Regions from separate parts of the Gadus morhua genome. Here region 1 is linked to region 2. Evidence: chromatin contacts called from public Hi-C data. All regions are on one chromosome and are shown on one strand. The core of a region is the stretch at or near the end of the contact, and the rest is flanking DNA. Distances in the headings are between cores, read along the strand shown. Region 1 holds the start of rlig1 (RNA 5'-phosphate and 3'-OH ligase 1). Region 2 holds the start of si:dkey-106n21.1 (solute carrier family 23 member 1).

What was found. A called contact is a pair of places that touch in the nucleus more often than the background predicts.
Region 1: a contact with region 2 is called in a Hi-C map of heart, with 5 times the contacts expected there. The contact joins the promoter of rlig1 here to the promoter of si:dkey-106n21.1 in region 2. A contact is called at or near these places in 3 of 6 Hi-C or Micro-C datasets (gill, gonad and heart).

The regions. Positions count from the first base shown.
Region 1 is chr9:4,298,272-4,302,795 of gadMor3.0, forward strand. rlig1 (RNA 5'-phosphate and 3'-OH ligase 1) reads right to left here and starts at 2,585. Exons shown (of 7, transcript XM_030365578.1): 1 at 2,371-2,585; 2 at 2,065-2,182; 3 at 1,804-1,899; 4 at 1,151-1,267; 5 at 1-134. The coding sequence starts at 2,460. lyve1b (lymphatic vessel endothelial hyaluronic receptor 1b) reads right to left here. Exons shown (of 6, transcript XM_030367010.1): 4 at 4,218-4,524; 5 at 3,741-3,819; 6 at 2,748-3,175. The coding sequence ends at 2,977.
Region 2 is chr9:4,104,022-4,108,616 of gadMor3.0, forward strand. si:dkey-106n21.1 (solute carrier family 23 member 1) reads left to right here and starts at 2,792. Exons shown (of 12, transcript XM_030366879.1): 1 at 2,792-3,527. The coding sequence starts at 3,456.

The sequences.
Region 1 (4,524 bases), core at 1,335-3,834, 190 kb after region 2:
GGGGACCAGGGCCAGCTCCAGCAGGTCGGGGCTCTGGTCTCCGGGCCGTAGGACCAGGGCGACGCCGGCGTCGTAGTCCACGGTGGAGGAGTGCCAGCAGTACTGCTTGTTGTCCGTCTGCACCGGAACCCAGCCTACAAATTAGGGATCGGCCGATATTAGATATTTTTTCCGTCAGCCTTAGCCGATGACCGATACGCCGATGTCGATTTTCTTGAGCCGATGGTTGGAGTCGATACTGCTTCTGCTCCCTCAATTGACATCATACAAATTACACAATGATAACATAACAAATGTTACAAGTCTCAATTTGAAAAAGGAACATTTGTTGAACTGTCTGTAAATCATGGCAGGAATTAAAAAATATAATAATAATAATAATAATAATAATAATAATAATCGGCCAATGCTGATACACATAAAAAAGCAAGTATCGGCCGATAGTGTCAGCCGGCTGATATATCGGTCGATCATTACTACACATATGACATAAAGACAGTCAGCCCGTCTGGGGGTACTCTCCTCAGAGATCTATCTGTGTCCTCTCCAACAAGGCATCAAGGCATGAGAAGCATTGCAGAACTGTAGTATCTGTTTCCCCTTTCCCTGAGGTAGTTTTTGCAGGAGTTAGTGATTAGTTATCCATAGCGACTTCCAGTGAATTCAGATACAGATCATGAAAGGAGCAGGTAGGGGTTAGGGCTTTTTCTCGAGGATGACTACAGGGGGCCAGTGGGGGGGAATAGGGCTGGAGCCTATCTCCTTTCAGCTGAGAGTCATACTAGCCAGAACAATATCCAACCCGCCCGAAGGAACGATGAAGAGAACTCAAGACTTGAAAATCTGGTTTGTTGCTAAAGTATCTCTAGTCTAGGACCTAGAATGATCAACGCAGTGTCATCATCTGCATGTGTGGGCGGGGATGGTGAACGGATTGTGGGTCCTTTAGCCCCGAAAAGCCTGCTTTGACTCTGCTTCAATGGGCACAGTTGCCCATAAGTTTTGGAAGCTTCATGAAATCTATTCATGTTGCATCAGGGCACATGAACAGTGCCAACAATGGGGTTGAACCCAGTAACTTTTGGCTGGGAGTCCAACACCCTTACCACTAGTCTATCCATCGCTCTATTGAGAAGAAGCCTTGGAGAACCTGGAATATGTCCGTGATCGTCAGGGATTGGTGTTCCCTCGTGATGTTGGACACCGTGAGCTGGGATCCAAGCCTCTGGAACGGTCCTGAAGTCCTCCTCTACCTTCCATGTGAAACCTGGTCAACGAGAATAACACACACAAACAACCCACCGCAATCATAAGTCAGTTCCTAGTTGTTATGGATTTGATTTAAGCCATAACAATTGGCATTAAAACATGACAGTTTGCATACGACATTTCTGTCACAACCCGAGCAGCGCAATGCTCCAAATATCCGTGACCTACAACGCTTATTGAATAATCGTGACCAATTGGAGGAAAGTCATCTGGGTTTCATTTAGACTAATCACATTGGGGTGAATCTAAACTTGCAAGACATATATTGTATGCTCTTGTTTGGACTACTCTCAATGACGTCAACGACTATAACAGTACTTCCTTAACCAACCTCAATATGTAAAGGGTTTTCAGTCTCAAGTGGTATGAAGATTTGTGATTCATCTTTTGTTTGTTTGCTACAACTGAAATTAGAGGCATTCCTCAGATATCATTACTGCTCACCAACTACATTCAAATCAACGCCGAGCCCACTGATGAGGACACATCAGGCTTAAAAGTATGCTTGCTTAAGTAAGAGAACACTTACAATACCTTTAGAACTTTTGTGAGAATGCTGATATTTTTTGAAGCTCTTGTCGGCTAGTTTGGTAGGCTTTCGGTCCAGTCGAGCCCAGAGATATGGTTGCCCTGTAAAAACCCAAGGAATAACAAGAGTGGTTATTTGGCTTTCAGTTGAGTGAAACAACCAATGGAGAACAGCTGCAAGAGAATTTAGACAACATTTTGTGATTTGAGTACACCCAATATTAGTGCCATATCCAACCTTTCTGGGGTTGCATAGCGAACCTTTACCTTCATAATATGTCACATAGCAGCAGGTGCCATCCAGTTTTTCTGTGGCCAGCGCACTCTCCACGTTAGATTCTAACGCCAAGGGGTTGAGGTGTTCAGTGGCAATAACCTGAAACGGCTACAGAAAGAAAAGAACTGGGATAAATATGGAAGATAATCAATCAGGATTAATGAATGATATTCCATAGCTAGCCCTGTAGTAAGTTGGCGGACTGTATCATAAAAGGGCCGATAGAGAAAAGGGGTCAAGAAGCCCATGACTATGTTTTGATTTGGGATTCAAGTTTTTCTAAGCTAAACACAGACCTGGCCAAGCCGTTTTCTGGATTGTTCCTGTTTCACTTCCGTCAAAAATAAACATGGCACTTTCTGTTGAACTGAACTGAGACGTGGCATGTCTTATTCGCGTTGTTATTACAGTAGGAGGACAGCTAAGTGCTGATGTTGCTCAGAAAATGTGTGCTAGCATCAGTAGGTCCATGCGCTTGCTAGTGACAGCTGAGTCCTCTACGCATGCGCGAGGAATTGTGGGTATCGTAGTTCTAGGGAACATTTTTGTAGGAACGTTTAGGCTACCGATTGAGGATTTAAGAAGTGGACACAATAAATTGTATATTGAGCCACCAATCGAATTCAAGTATAAAAATATATTAAATATTTTTTTGGAATAAATGAAACACGACTTGAACCATGAATGTTTTTATTATTTTATTTTATAAAACAATGTGAATACATTTAATGATACACTTTTCCTCACCAGAAAATAGAACATGAATAATGAACCAACCCTCTTTTTCTGAAAAGAACTCACGCACACAGTCCCTCACACAAACACACAAGTAAACGCTCAAAAAAACTGTTCCAAGGCTTTTACCGCTTTACAGAAACTGCTGTAAAAAGCAGCCACTCCACCTACAACGCGGCGATGGTGTTGTTGTCTGATGGACGGATGCATGGTTTGGCCTCGTTGGCGTTCTTGCCTTCGGTCTTTGCCTCCTCTGACAGTTGGGTCTGCAGGTGCGTATCACTCTCTTGCTTCGACATCTCGGTCTCCGCCTCATCCCTAGTCTGCCGGGGTCGGGCCCGCGGCGGGGGAAATAAAAACCTTTGCCTGAGGGGACCAGAACAAACGACCAATGGACCAATGAAAAACCTTTACCATTTTTGGGGTGAATTGATATGGAAATAAGCATTCAAAAATACCTTAAATACTTTATATATTTACAGACAGACAGACAGACAGACAGACAGACAGACAGACAGACAGACAGACAGACAGACAGACAGACAGACAGACAGACAGACAGGGAGAGAGGGAGAGAGGGAGACAGGGAGAGAGGGAGACTGAGAGACAGGGAGAGAGGGAGACTGAGAGACAGGGAGAGAGGGAGACTGAGGGACAGACAGACAGACAGACAGGGAGAGAGGGAGACTGAGAGACAGGGAGACTGAGAGACAGACAGGGAGACTGAGAGACAGGGAGAGAGGGAGACTGAGAGACAGACAGACAGGGAGAGAGGGAGACTGAGAGACAGACTGACAGACAGACAGACAGACAGACAGACAGACAGACAGACAGACAGACAGACATCTATATAATCTTAACTTATATTTTCTTATTGTATTAAGGGAGGGAGGGATGGGGGGCTACCATACTTCCTGCTGATCTTACTCACAGTTTGCAGTACCAGGAGGCAGCGGCAATAGAGACCACCAGAACAACAAGTCCCACCACAATAAGAGCCACCTGGAGGCCTGGGGGAGAAACGCCACAACACAGAGGCTCTGATCAACATCTGCCACAAAAACGTGGAGAGACACCAATCCCCCTGTATCCAAGCAGCAAATGTGTCCAGGTTTGCTAAATGCGGCAGCGACGTCGACGGTGCATCTCGTTAAAAGTTAAAGTCTATCGTAGGCCAGAAGTTGAGGCTAATATTTAACTAAATACATCACCCATACAGAAATAATCGTACGGTAGTAAGAAAAAGCTCGTTATAAGAAAATAACAAGTATAATTATTTGGAACGGAAGAACACAGAGTGGTCAAAATCCAAAATCCATAAAATCCACAGGTTTAACACTTTGACACTTTGCTGATGTGTGGTTCATGTGTTTGTGTATTTTTTGGGGGGGGGGGTGGTGTTATTTACCTCCTAAAGACCCCTTGGAGGGGTGGAGGAGCTTGTTCTCAGAGGGGCTTCTCGTGGTGGTGGTGGTGGTGGTGGTGGTGGTGGTGGTGGTGGGGCTGGTGGAGGAGGAGGGGTGTAGAAGGAAGCTAGATAAGCTGGAGGCCCGCACAGGGGTAGCAGGGGTGGATTTCCGCTTCCTGGCGGGGGTCCTCGAGGTCACCACGCGATGCGTACCACGAGGAGCCGTCGAGGGGAGCGGGAGTGAGGAGGTGCTGGACGTAGCGAGGGAAGAAGGGGAGGAGGAAGAGGAAGAATACCAAGAGGAACG
Region 2 (4,595 bases), core at 1,542-4,041:
GTGATACAATGTTTTGCGAGAAGGTGGTCGTCATGTTGAGACAACACAATGTTATTTAACAACATGATAGCATGTTGGTGAACAATGTTGCAATATAATATGGTAGCTTTAAATTCAGAACAAGCTGGTGATGCAAATTACTTTGACACTTATTACTAAAGATGTTTTGACACCTGCATTCTAAAAAGAACGAGACCCCCAAACTTGACAAAAGAAAAGGATTACAAAACTTAAAAGTTGGTAAACTGGAAGCCAATGCATTTTCCCCTTTTTTCACAAGGCAATGCAATTTTTACACAATGCATTTTTGGACGATGTTATCAAAAGAGACTTTAGGAGAGAACTCAAGGGTGTTCTCACATTTCCACAATTCTCTGGTGATGGCAATGGGTAACTGGGGAGAGAGGCTGGGTTACTGGGGAGAGAGGCTGGGTTACTGGGGAGAGAGGCTGGGTTACTGGGTGGCGGAGTTAGCCAAGAATGTGGATATTGGGGAAATCTTATCTGTGTCTCCCAAATGCAGAGATCAGACTCAGGGAAGTCACAAACAGATGCTGAAGGGAACCAATGGGGCAGAATAGGGAACTTACAACCCCTTCGAACAGAATGACTCGCACAGTGGAAAAACATTTCACTATCGACATGAAGGAAGACAGGTAGGAGTGGAGCGGGGGCGGGACCACTTCAGCTCGGACATCATGTGAGCATTTCAAATCCAGAGGAATCGATTTGTGCGCCGGGAGAGAGGCAGCATGTTGGTGGGGGCAATTTCTATATTGCCGTTTTTGTTATAAATCAGCATCAAATCAGTCCATGACTTCAGAGCTCGACGAGTCCCTGTCAACTCAAACGTATCTCTCTTTAATAGATTAACACAGAGCCGGTTACACTGCGGGTGGAACTACATAGGCCTACTCGGAAAACCACCTGAAAATAGTTTAAGAATATTTGTGATAAATTGGTGATGTATCTTGGACCAAAGTTCCAAATTTACGCGTGCCAAACCTTTTAAAACAGCATAGCGTGCAGTTCTCTCATGTCTGTCACAGTCGACCACTGCACATGGTTCGTTTATTTATTTCCTTCTTCCGCCTGTACCTCGCCAAGATCCGAAATATAATCTCTTACACCTAGGTATGTTAATCAGTATGTATGTGCCTTCACATGTCCTGGATATTTAATTAGACATGGGATTATCTATGGATTTGTTGGGTTAGGGTTCATTGAGAAGTTAACACATGGGCCTACCTTTCATTTGCCTATCAGGTCAAAAATAATCTATAATGTATTAACTAATTTAATTAACTTGTTCATGCAGTGTACTGGGACGGTATTTTGGCACAGGATCCACCAAACATTTTTCCATTATTTTGCCATGTACACAATGTAGATGATTAACATTCTCTCTTTTTATAGTAGCCTACATTAATCCAGCGCTTTCCGGCTACTAATGAAAGTGAGAAAACATGCAGGCAGCAAAGAAAGTTATGAGTGAAGGTTGTGGCCATCAATATGGCGAGATATATATTCGTGCATATTCTTCTCAAGTGTTCTGGCTCTTTAATCGATGTGATGGGGTCATTGTGGCCTGCCCTTTAAACTAAAACTAATATTCTATGGAGCCAGCAGCGATACAAACCTGTCTGCCAGATGTTTTAACCTTGTGTTGCGTCAGGTGAGTTCCTTATGATTCACTGTATCAAATCTTCAATCTCCAACTAAGCTTAGAGAAAAGCATGGATAATATACCCTGGAAACGCCTACTCAAGACTACTTCACACAGACTCTTGTGACCGTTGCGCTGCGGACGTGAATCGATTAGGCGATCAGGAAATCCGTTTAACGTTCGGTATGTGCAGGGCCGAACTGGAGGTTTGCGTGTCCGTAGGCGAGATATTGATAATGGCCCCCATCATAATCATTTCATTTAATCGATGTAATTATTCTATAATCTAACATTTAATTGTGGGGCGTCAAATCAATATTACATATTGTACTTTAGGAACCAGAAATATCAAAGTGTGCAAGCATGAAACACAATATCGAAAAACAAAGAGTTTAAATGAATAAGGTTGATTGTCAGGATTTTATTTTATTATTTGCCTGAAAATAAAGTCTTCTTTAGGAGAAAGTCCTAGTAGCGTCTGCAGAAATCGCTATATTAGCCACGGCAAAGTGAAATATACAAAATGGTAAAATAGGACCCAGTTGTACATCACCAATAGCCATTAATAATGACGTCAACCTGTTTTAGGCTGTGTTTTTCATCACTTTTTATCATTTTCGTTGATGTTCTCTTTACATCCTGACAGCAATCAATAAATCAATGTTATTGTTTGTAAACAATAACACTGTTAGCATGTTGGTAAACAGAGAAAGTCCTATGGCCAATGGGCATTTCATTTTGAGACTTTAACATCTCTTGTGGGTGCGGGCTCGCGTCGTATAAGCTAAGCCTTAATGGGCGATTGCATCCTTTTTCCTGCGGATAATTTTTCTCACGGCTTGGATGGATCCATTTATACCTACCCGGCCACCTGCGTGCACCATTCCCTTGACCTCATTGCACATTACCAGAGTCTTCCAAACTGCTTGGCGGACTTAATGCTGAAACCAGCATGCTACTCACGTGTTTAGGAGGAGAGGCTTTGAAGGGAGGGCTGAGGCCTGGGGTCCGTTTCAAATTGTAACTTGATGTCTCCAAATACCCTACCTTTAAGAGAAATGCTGAATCTAGAGAACATGTGACATGTGACAACGTGTGTATTTTTGAGCACATTGGGATTGTAACATTATTATAGTTTTTGGTTATTTCATGTATTTACTTTGGCTCGTTGGGAGCCCACTTGCTGGTTGGAGGGGTGTGACAGGCATGGGAAACTCAAGGGCTGCACATGACCGGTAGGCTGCGACACTAAATCGACCCCCCCCGTGTGCGCGGTGAAGCCTAGCCTGGACCAGTCAGAGCAAGGGGAGCAGAGACTACAGTAGAGTCCCCAGCAGGAGCGTTCCCTCATTCCCCCGGGAAATGCGTAGTCGCAAGCGTGTACAAATAGAAAAAGAGCTTGTTTTTCCTTCGGTTTTTAACTTTTTTCGCTGTTTACTACGCTCTCTGAAGGTTCGAGAGTCCACCTGATCCTCTCTCTCAAGTGCTCTTGTTCTCTCTCTCTCTCTCTCTCTCTCTCTCTCTCTCGCTCTCTCTCTCTCTCTCTCTCTCTCTCTCTCTCTCTCTCTCTCTCTCTCTCTCTCTCTCTCTCTCTCTCTCTCTCTCTCTCTCTCGTTCCCTCTCTCTCTCGTTCCCTCTCTCTGCTCACCTGGATCAAGGAATGGTCTTTCAAAAGTTCCTCTTCTGAACCACTCCCCAAGATTTCTTGTCTTTTTTTTTTCAATTGCTATTATTTTTTTCTAACAATCGTTGTAAAAAGTTTTTTTTATTTCTGGATCTGGATTCGACCATGCATCTTTCTACGGAGCACAAGATTGAGCTAGGACTGACAGAACAAGGCATGGACAACCTTGCCTTCGCCGTGAGTACTCCTGTAGTCTACTGATGTCTTCATGTCTTTCAAGACACACACTTCTCCCTATCATCTCCTCTGGGCCAGGTCCCCTCCTCATCATCACCCATAGAGTCTAAATCAGACCTGTTGAAGTTTGGGGTTCTGTTGAAGTTCATTTTCCTCCCCTGTGGTAATGTTTCAAACCTCCTTTTCTTCTTCTTTAACAGTGGTCCCAGGGTTTTTTGTCACTGCTTGAGAGGAGAACAGAGGCATTAAGGGCATGCATAAAAGCCGTGGCAGGACGGCGAAATGGGCTTGGACCAAAGCGTGCACCGACACAGGAATTCCAATTTAGGCTATAGTTCATGTTGCGATGTATCAAAGCTGATTTAAGCTTGGAGCAAACTGTGAATAAATAAAAATGTAGGCCTAGTTACAATTATGGATCATCAAAAGAAACAGGTCAACAAGATCTAAAGACATAAAGAGAAAGATGTAAATATAGAAGAAGGAAATAAAGGGTTTGTTGTGAATGTTGTAAGGGCAGAGGTCAGACAGCATGGGGAAATGCAGGTTTTCACAGCTGTTAACCCCCCAGCCCCATACGTCTCCTAACACCAACATGTGCTGTAGAACCACTCAATTTCCGATCTATGAAAGATTTAGGAATAATAAAAACCCTGGGGTCACCAAATAAACAGGGTACAGCTGTAGGAACAAAAGAAAAGATGTGGTTTGCTTCCCCCTGTCCTTGCTGTCACGATGTACCATTTTATAGTTCTAAAAAACGGTCAAGATGGCAAGAAGAAGACGTTCGTGTGGTTCATTCTTTTTGGCTTCCAAACTAATTGACGGCACAGCGTCCTTGTTGCGTCGTTGTATTGTCATTCATACACTCATTCATGACATGTAAATGATTTGAATACATCTGGTGGAGATGAGCAAAATCTAGCGTTGACTCATTTTATCATCCAACTATGAACCCTCTGTAGGATGATGAAATATTATTTTAGTATTCCACTACTGTTTTTATTAGCTCTCTCTCATTTACACCAACTTAAGCGGCTTACATTGAGACATTAAAGCTAGGTAGAA